Linked DNA regions of Rattus norvegicus: region 1 is linked to region 2. Evidence: chromatin contacts called from public Hi-C data. All regions are on one chromosome and are shown on one strand. The core of a region is the stretch at or near the end of the contact, and the rest is flanking DNA. Distances in the headings are between cores, read along the strand shown.

The links. Hi-C and Micro-C count contacts between places; a contact is called where the count stands out from the background.
Region 1: a Hi-C map of frontal cortex shows a contact between it and region 2, with 1.7 times the contacts expected there. The contact joins the promoter of Lhx6 here to the enhancer-like site in region 2. A contact is called at or near these places in 5 of 12 Hi-C or Micro-C datasets (Schwann cells, frontal cortex, hepatocytes and 1 more).

Annotation. Positions count from the first base shown.
Region 1 is chr3:39,851,382-39,856,595 of GRCr8, forward strand. It overlaps Lhx6 (LIM homeobox 6), which reads right to left and starts at 2,042. Exons shown (of 10, transcript NM_001107837.2): 1 at 1,896-2,042; 2 at 655-726; 3 at 92-274. The coding sequence starts at 1,979.
Region 2 is chr3:39,759,707-39,764,511 of GRCr8, forward strand. No RefSeq gene overlaps it. Among named protein-coding and RNA genes, the nearest start is that of Ttll11, 29 kb to the left of the region's middle. Within about 2 kb of position 2,500, at least 8 of the 93 cell types and tissues checked have an H3K27ac peak or open chromatin away from gene starts, as enhancers often do.

The DNA of each region.
Region 1 (5,214 bases), core at 792-3,291, 91 kb after region 2:
AAATGGACCGGGCAAGGTCATTGCTTCCCTACAGTCTTTGGGGCTGCAACCCACACCCGTGGACAGGAAGGCAACACCTACCCTGACTCACCTTGAGCAGATACCGGTCCAGGATCTCGAGACCGCAACTGGAGCAGATATTCTTGCCAGCAGACGGCACGGAAGAGGCGGCAGAGGGCGGCGAGCAGACAGAGGGTGTGCTGGGCGTACATGGGGAGGCTCTACCTTCGTCCTTGTCCAGAGCGCCTGCCAAGGCCTCGGCGTCTGACTGAGCCTGAAATCGGAGAGAGGAACAGCGAAGCGCTTAGCCTGGTACTCAAGAGTTGTTGCCGTAAAGACAGATTTGGTTCCTTTGCGCACCGACTGACAACGAAATGTACCCGGGATGTCACGCCCTAGGCTGGAGTACAAGAATGAAAGGACTTATTGGAGAAGAAGGGACGGTCCCCAACTTTTAACACAGCGCATCCTGGGTGCAAGAAGTAGCCAAAGCTCACATTCCAGGCTAGAAAAACCAAGGCTCAGCGAGAGGCGGCTCCTATCGGCAGTTTTCCAGCGCAGGGGTAGAGGTTGGTAGCCGGAAGGCTGAGCCAGAAGCCCTGGCCTGTACAGTTGGGGGGACTCGGGGCCGAAAGCAGGACCAAAAGGACTCACCATGGCAGGCGGAGCGGTCCCTTCAAGACAGCGGGTGGTCGCTTTGCAGCCGGACCCTGGCTGGGCCATCACCTGGGGGAGGGGGAGGGAATGCAAGCGACAGCGGCTGCTGAACTGGCTCGGAGCTGTCAGAGCCCAGCGCCTCCCCTCGCCTGTTATATAAACCGGCGCTGAACAATGAGTCCTAACTTTGTAGTGGGCATTTAAAGCCCTTCCCCACAAAAGCGGTGTCTCTCTAATGAAGCAATTTGAATTTGGATTGGGTTTTTTTCCCTCTCTCTCCCCCTCTCCCTGCACTTAACCCGTGGCTCTTGAAGTAATCGCTTAGTTCCTTTGCAATCCAAGCCTCTGAGGGGGAAAAAAAAACACGCGCACACACACAAACTACCTGCAATTAGAAATTGTCGTGAATGCCCAAGATAAGAGGTAGCCAGAGTGTCAATTCCAACTGTCAATCAGTGAGATCCATCAGGCCGCCCAAAGAATTGCAAATTTGATTTTTTAATGGTAGTAATTAAAAATCGAATTTTTTTCTCCCTCTACCCCTCCCTTCTCCTACTCTCGGTACAAAATGCAAAAAGGAGAAAAGAGAGAAAGAAAGAAAATAAAAAGGAGATGGGGGTGGTGGTGGTAGTAGTGGTGGTGGTGGTGGTTGAGAAAATAAAACCCAGAGCGCTGGGAGCATCCGCCCGCCCGCCCGCTCGACGCGCGCCGGGAAATTGAAGCGGGGATATTGACACCGATTCAAACGCCTTTGGAAGGCCAGTCCAAGGAAAGCCCCAAGCCAAAGAGGGCGAGATCGGTGAGTGAAATGAGGCCAAAAAGAGAAAAGAGAGGCCTCTTGGAGGAGGAAAGAGAACCCTCCAGACTCTTGGAGCGCCCGGGACCGGCCCCTCATCGAGATCCTCAGCGTTGCGCCGGCACAACCTCTGGCGCATTGGCGCTATCAGCGCCTATTCAGACGGACAATACTGGCCTCGCCTCCTCTTGATTCGCCTATGTCTTTGCTAAATCGCTTTTTGAGAAATTCCTCCAACATTTGCATAATGTGTTCCCGCTTTCCGCGACCCCCCACCCCCGCCTGCCCGCTCGCGCGCTCACACACTTGCAGTCACACTCTCCCGAGCTCACTCAATACCCCTCCTCCTTGCTGCCGCCCGCCACCCGGCCGGGCCCGGTTGAATCCGGGCTCACGCTGGCCCCGGGATCCCGGACGCTCACCCACTCGCTTGCTTGCTCACCTGGTCGGTGGTGGGGCCGCCCTCCGCCGGTAACCGGCAGCCCTCGGGCAGCGCCGGGGCGGCGCTCTCATGCTTCCAGTACATGGGCCCGGGAACTGAGGGCTCGAAGGGCGCGCAGCGCAAAGAGCAGCACGGAGTGGGGCCTCGGGCGCCCTGTGGGCAGAGGCTGATGCGAGAGCTGGAGAACCCAGGCTCCGGCCCCGCCGCCCCGGGCCCAGCCCCAGCCCTCCTCCCCCGGTCTGAGCGCAGTCCTGGCCTCCCTGGCTGCCGGCACCACTGCCTCTGAAGAAGGTCCCGACAAACTTGGAGAGGTCCCTGCAGCTGCCTCTGCGGCTGCTGCCGCCTCCTCTTCCTCCTCCTCCTCTTCCTCCTCCTCCTCTCCCTCCTCGTCGTCCTCCTCCCCTTCCAGCTGCGGCGACGACCGCCCTGCCGCTGGAGCCCCGCTCCGTTCAAGATGAGTCATGCGTGACCAATCCCCTCCCCGCTAAGAAGAGCGAGACACTCCAAAGGAGGCAGAGACTCGAGAGACATACACACAGAGAGACACACTGAAACTATGCGCTACAGGGAGACTCTTGGAACATGCTAACATACAAAGGCACTGGCGGGCACACATCCTCACAGCTCCTTCTGCCGCCCCTCCCTCAAGGGCACCCGCCGCCCTCATACAACCGTTAATAAGTGCGAGAGGAACCCGTGGTCAGCCCATCTACAGGGCTGGATTCCACATGAAGCCACATTCTGTTGATGCAGTGCTGAGTCTGGTATATCTGTGTATATATGGTCACAAATGGTAACCTGCTCACACCAATCCCCCAGGTCCCAGACATCGACACACTTCTCAAACTCCTTCAAAAACATCCCTGCTTCATGACAACCAGAGCTTGCACCGGCTTCTAAAGGCTGAATAGGACTGGGGTCAGGGCAGACTGTGCTAGTGGCAGTGGGAGGGTAGGTCCCCTGGATTCTTTTGGAATAAATTTCTTGGGGCATCCACCTCCACTTCAAGATTTACCTAGTTACACGTTCTACCTTCTATAGGGCTCCAGGGATAATGAGAGTTAGGGAAAGGCAAAGACTCAGATATTGAAATAGCAGGCACAGCCCCCAAACACAGACCTCCTCAAACTCAAAGGTCTGATGCTGGCAAACACGGACGTTTATAGCCTCAGCCTTCTTCCTCACCTAAGAACTGTGTCAGAAAAGTGTGCAAATGTGCGTCCTCTTCTAAAACACTGTGTGCACACTCACACTTAGACCTAGTCCTGCATCGAGCAAACCACCCACCACACAGACCACCCCCTTCATAACTGCCCTCATTTACAGATATAAACAGCACCCCCTCAAATCATGCTTACACTTGTGCACACAGCCATATTCAGGCGAGTCTGGTTTCCCATGGAGCGCCAAACCTTGTATAACCTCTGTTATGAGGCATCTCTTACCATGCACTGCCTTCATATAGACAGTGAGACAGGTACCAGGCTTAAGGGGAAGCAACACACACCTTTGCAAAGAACAGTGTCCCCAGGTGTCAGTCTCTGTCTGCACAATTAGGCATAGCCAGAAACACACATAGACAATGTTGTCTATATACGATCGCAGTACTGAAAAGCCATCTCCCAACCCTTAGGGACACATATCTGCTCCTTCAGGCTGAAACAACCCCAGCTAATGGCATCAGCTCTTGAATTCCAGTAATTTATTGCTCTTGTGTGCACACTGGCTCTGAACCAGTCTTTTCTACTAAAGGGAACAGGTACACTGTGGAAAGCAGGTGAGGTGTGTACCTGCACACCAATGTACACATACACACTTGGATGTATATGTACATCCACACGCACACTCTTGGATGCTTTAATCCGGGCCAGGCATTAGAATGCTAAACATTTTACAATCATGATCTCAATTTCCTCTGTGAGGCAGCACACCCTATGGGTACCCATGTTACCTATTTTAACCTGAGGTTTAAAGAGATCACAGCCATCATAGTGCCACGTGACTAACAATAGTCTGAGCCAAGAACTAAAACCAGATTCCTCTACAGAGCTTATGACCTCTGGGCTACACCCATGACCATGACCGCTCCTGGTGAGCATAGATTCCTCTACAGAGCTTATGGCCTCTGGGCTACACCCATGATCATGACCGCTCATGGTGAGCATGTACAGGCACACACACATGCTTTCCATATTTTGACAAAAGCCTGCATCTGCCTTCTGCCTCATGGGCAAATATGGAATAACAACTGTACTGTTTCGTTCTCTCTCTCCCCTCTGGCCCCATCCCCTCTCATCTTCTCTCCTTTTCTCTCCTCTCCTCTAAGTGGCCAGGAGAGGCCAGAGGCCAGTATATGGTACATGACATGCATAGGAACCCTAAAAGGCAAGGCTCTTGTTGCTCCTCCAAAACTTCTTAGGTAAGTGGGGAAAAAAACCCCAAAAAACCCACATGAAGTGAAATAAAATGCAGTTGAGATTTACATAGTCTGGGGGACAGAAGACAGTGGTCCAGGCAGAGAAACGATGACAGATCCAGGAGCTGAGCAAACAGGTGGTGCCACTGCTAGAGGAGTGGAAATCTGTGCTCCCAAAGTAGTGACAATGACCACCCCAATGTCCACCACTTATGTGACTGAGCTCTGCTCCACATGCACCACCCTCTCAATCCTCCTGGTAACTCTACAAAGCTGATACAGAGCCCTTGTTTATTGGAATCTAGAGTGAGTCCTGGAACACTGAACAGAAGAAACTCTTATCTGCATGCAGTTCCTCGCCTGAATTCTAACTAAATCCTCAGAAAAATCAAGACTATATTCAGAGGCATTGAAGTCAGTCAGTCCTGATGAAGTCCAAAGAGTGAGGGCAGCTTGCCTCAGCACTGATCTTAACACTACCCCTTACTTTAGGGGTGGCAGCCACTCCATTCACTCCTTCGGCCTCTGTCTTCTCATCTGTGAGATGGCCATGACAACAGATCCTGCCTCCTATGCACAGCCCCACTGAACTGTGAAACATATGCCCATAAATCAGGATGTCTGTCCCATAGCACCCAGCCTATAACAAATATTAGGGGTCACCGTGGCATCGAGTCACCAGATTTGAAAGATACTACTTCAAATTCTTTCTGGAATAGGAAAGGCATCATTCAAATAATCAAAAACTCCCTGGAATAACTAACCCAAGGAAGCTGAAGACCTATTAGTCTATCTCAGAGCATACCCAACTTCAAAGATAAAAATGAAATCATGGGGTTGGGGGTTTAGCTCAGTGGTAGAGCGCTTGCCTAGCAAGCGCAAGGCCCTGGGTTCGGTCCCCAG
Region 2 (4,805 bases), core at 1,250-3,749:
CGGGGAAATACAGTCCTGGTTGTTCAGAGAGAGTGGGAGCTAGGGAATGCTAGGAGTGGACGGTGCTTCCCTTGGTACTCTGTGTAAGGAAGCCAGAGACACCTTTAGACACTACGATCACCCACTGGTTTAACCAGATCTTCTGGGACTGTCTGGTCTTACCTTGCTCGGCTTACATAAGCCCATAGGCTGGCATGTTCTGATTTTGTCTATGTTATCTGCATGTACCTTTTGCTGTCCCTCTCTGGGCTGAGTGGGGATAAATACTGCAGCGTAAAGGGTTCAAAATATCGTGGTGTCCAGCTGCTTCACCTTCAGAAAAGAAAAAGGCCCAGGCAGGCCAAGGACACGCTACAATTGAAGGCAGGATCTGGATACCCACCCTGTCCGTAGATGAAGAAGCCTGGGTCAAAGGCAGAACCTGCTTTTGCTGCCCTCTAGTGGTCATAGTATAAACTGCACACTGTCTGCGCGGCCGCCCCCGTGTTGACCTCCTTTGTCTCTTCCCCGGGGAAAACTCTCTTCACTTCTGCCCCAGGGTCCAATACCCTTCCTTTTTCCTACTCTGAAATGTTCTGAAAGACAAAGGTCACCCAAATGTCCTCATCCAAGGCGCCCTTAGACAGACAAACTGGGAAGATGAACCAGCTTAAACTTACTGAGTAAGTATCCGTTTCAGGGCTCAAATAGTCACACCACAGCCACAGCTGGGCATGATCCCCAAACCTCATTTTTCTCTCGTCCTCTTATTCTTCACATGGCTCTCTTGAAACCCTCCTTGTCCTTGGCTTCTTAGATTGTCCCCTAGCTCCCTGGTTGGTCCTTCTCAGCTGTCTCTGCACTTTCAGGTCTCTTTGTCCCCACCTGCAGGTGTTTTCTTAGCCTATGGCCTTGCTTACACCAGCCTCTCAGGGCTCCATTGGAGGAACTTTTCATGGTTTTCAACCACCTGTACGGCTTTCCCAGTCCTGATGTCGCCTTCCTTCCAGACACAACCTATATCAGTCACCATTTATCACTGTGACAAAGTATCTGAGGAACTACAAACCACTCAGTGGGCAAAGGATTTATTGTGGCACATGGCTTCAGTCTGTGGTCAGCTGCCTCCGCTGCCATAGGCCTGAGGCAGAACTGGAGCATCATGAAGGAAGGATACGGAGGATGAAGGCTGCTCACGTCATGGTAGCCAAAGAGCAAAGAGGCATAATGGGTCAGGGACAAGATGTGCCTTTTGAAAGCACACCCCCAGTGACCCACTCTATCTAACCACGCCCTAGCTTGTAACAGACCACTGAACTATAAAGTGACGTTTGCATTAGTTCACGGATGCAATTAGCACTCTTGTGATCCTATTGCCTCTCAGTAAAGCTGGGGACCAGATCTTGAACCCACAGCGCTTCTCTAGGATGGGAGCCCTTGTCCTGAATGAGTATTGCTAAAAACATGTTCTAGGCCTGGGGGGGTGGAAGCAGAGGACTGGAATGAATGGAATAGATGTCACCTTCGAGGACACTTAATCCCTAATCCCTGATCCAGTCTGAACCCTATCTGCGTCTCTAGATCTGGGTACCAGCAGGCTCTTTTGTAGTTCTAGGAAGCCAGTTTGAATACAGCAGAACTCCAGAAAAACCACCAGAGGGCAGTGCTGCCCCACTCACAGCCTTTGGGAAGGCCTGTCTTTGTGTCTTGGTATTGAGGTCTTTCGAGGAGAATCAGGTGTGTGTGCGTGTGCGTGTGCGTGTGTGTGTGTGTGTGTGTGTGTGTGTGTTTGTGTGTGTGTTTGTGTGTGTGTTTGTGTGTGTGGTGTGTGTGTGCTGTGGTGTGGTGTGGTGTGTGTGTGTGGTATGTGTGTGTATGGTGTTTGTGTATGGTGTGTGTGTGGTGTGTGTGTGCTGTGTGTGTGCTGTGGTATGGTGTGGTGTGTGTGTGGTATGTGTGTGGTGTGTGTATGGTGTGGTGTGGTGTGTGTGTGTGTGTTTTGTGTGTGGTTTGTATGTGTGGTGTGTGGTGTATCTGTGGGGGGGTGTGTGTGGTGTGTGTGTGTGGTTTGTGTGTGTGGTGTGTGGTGTGTCTGTGTATGTGTGGTGTATGTGTGTGGTGTGTGGTGTATGCTATGTGTGGTGTGTGTGTGTGGTGTATGTGTGTGGTGTGTGTGTGTATGGTGTATGTGGTGTGTGTGTGTGTGTGTGTGTTACTTTGTGTGTCTCCTGGTGGGTTGTGGTGTCCATTGCTCACATCAGTGCCTTCAAATCCCACCACCAGGAAAGGGGATGCTGGTCATTTCAGGGACTTCTACAGAAGCAGGATGGCAGGACACTTAGAACTTGTATACCATCATTTTCAAGTGTGTTCTAACTCTGCCCCACAGGCTGTATGTGGCCAAGAGAGCTATGAATTCTGCTCAACACGAAATTATGAACTTCTTTAAAGCAGTGTGATGGAGTTGAGGGGGCAGTGTTGCTGCAGCTATTTCAGTCTGCAGCTCAGTCCTATGACTTGGTGCATGGACTTGGTTGATGCTATATGGCAATGCCAACAGGACAGACGACTGGAGGGATGGCTCAGCCCTTAGAAGTGCCTGTTCTCTCAAAGAACCTGGGCTCCTTGAGACACCCACCAGGTGGCTCAAAGACTGCCCGTGACTCCTGTTCCAAGGGATTGGGTGCCCTCTGGCTTCCTGGAACAGCTGCACACATGTGAGGAGCATGAACTCATGAACAAGCAAAAAACGATATTTTAAAGAGGCAGAGCCGGAGACCGTAGCTCAGTCGGTAGAGTGCTCACCCGCTATGACAGGAGGATGGTGGCACATAGCTCTAACTCCAGCTCTTGATAGGAGGATCTAAAGTTCAAGGCCACCCTCGGCTACATAAGGAGTTTGAGCTAGCCTGGGCAAAAGACTATCTTCAAGAGAAAAGTTGGACACATGTGATGGAGTCTTACAACTTCCAGGCCTCAGGCACCTGTCAATCAAATCGATGGCCTTAGGAAGGCCATTCTTGTCCAGGTTGAGCTGGTTGATGGGACCCTTATAGGCTGGGGGTTCAGGGCAGTTTTCTCCCAGTCTCACACCCATTCGAGCCCACCAAGCCCTAACAGGGCAGATGGTGGGTGAGCAAGCATGGCAGAGGATTTGTTGGTTTTCCCTGCCCTGAGCCCTACACCAGGAATGCTGGTGACTCAGCCAGTGCTGGGAGCCTCTCAGGTCAGAGCTGAAGAGAAGACATGAGTGTACTGTGCTAGTAGCTGTATCAAGACATGCTTGGGAAACAGGGTGCTCCTAGGGTGCAGGGGGAGCTGTCTCCTGCCTGGAGAAGAGAAGGGTAGGCAAGCTGTGCTGGGAAGGATGTTTGAACGCTGTAAGAATGGGGTGACTACATAAGGGAGGCGCCAGGCAGAGAGGGACCTCCGAAGTCTTGGGATGTGTCTCGTGGGGGAGGGCAGGGAAACAGCCATCCCCCTTACTGCCTCCCTCTCCTGCTCCCTCCCAAGGCCCAGAAATCCACGAACCCAGGGAATTTCTGCAGCTGGAAAAGGGAGGAGACATGATTGACATTCCTTCGCGTGTTCCACATTCTCTTGATTCATTCTTTCGGTGCTAGGGGCAGCCCCTGGGGGACTAGTGCATGCAAAGCCTGTGCTCTACCACTGGGCTACATCCCAGCCCGAGTTCATGTTCTATACCTGGGGGAGGCACACATGGAATTCTGGGAAGAGTCAGAAGCCTGTGGTCCACACAGCAAGGAAAGAGGAAAGGAAGGAGAGACACCAGGAGAGTAGGGGACAGGGGAAGGGCGGAGGGCAGGACAGGAGGTGGGTGGTGGCCCGAGGAGGGGGCAGGGAAAACTTTCTTGGCCTCCCTCTCCGCGCCCTCGCGGGCAATCAGGCCGGCAGGAGGCAGGTGGTCCGGGCAGACAATGGCGCGGAGGAGTGCGGAACCTGGGACTAAATTTGGCGTTGCCTTTGCAGGGCTCGGGGCCGCCCGTTCATCTCCATGCAAAGGAGAGACGAAATGAATATGCAGCGCGGGCTGTAATTGGGCCGCCGCGGCCGCCGCCGCCGCCGCCGCACTATAATTTTCCAAACAGGATCTTGCAATCAGGGCCTTATTCATTAGCGCATAAACAATTTTGTTTCTCGGCACTCGAGCCTGTCAATCAAGCCGAGAGGGAACATCTTGGCCGAAGGCGCGGGCCGTCGCGCGCGCTCCTACGCGCGCCCCCTCGAGCGCCGCCAAGTGGCTTTGTGCCCGGGAGCCCTTGGGTGCTGGGGTGGAGGGGGAAGGGGACTTTGCGGCAAGGTCCCCTGACAGCTCGCGTTTGGGAATCCTACAAATACGCTTTTGAATCTGCTTCTGACCCCCAGTCTTGTCCTAAGGGTATCTGTGCTCTCCTTCCAAGCCTCAGTTTACCATTATTAGCCTACTGGACTAGTGAGAAGCTTCGGAGAGAATAAAAATGGCTACAGCATTTGTTGCTGAAGCTCTGGGAGTTAGGGAACACTGCCAGTCCATTTATTTATTTATTTATTTATTTATTTATTTATTTATTTATTTATTTATTTAAAAAGGGGTGTCAGGGACCCGCAGAGGGCCCTTCACCCCACTCAAGACAGCCTTCTGGGATCCTGTCTGCCTCTGACAACCTGAGGGATTCTGGGAAAGCTGAACCCTGGCCTAGACTCCCCCACAAAGAGGCATGCTTGCTTGTGGGGGTCCTGTGCTTGCTGGCAGTTCTGCTTGCCCTAAAGCACCGGTAATTCTACAAGTTGGTTTGGGGCTCTGTACCTGTGGGTGGCTGTGTTTG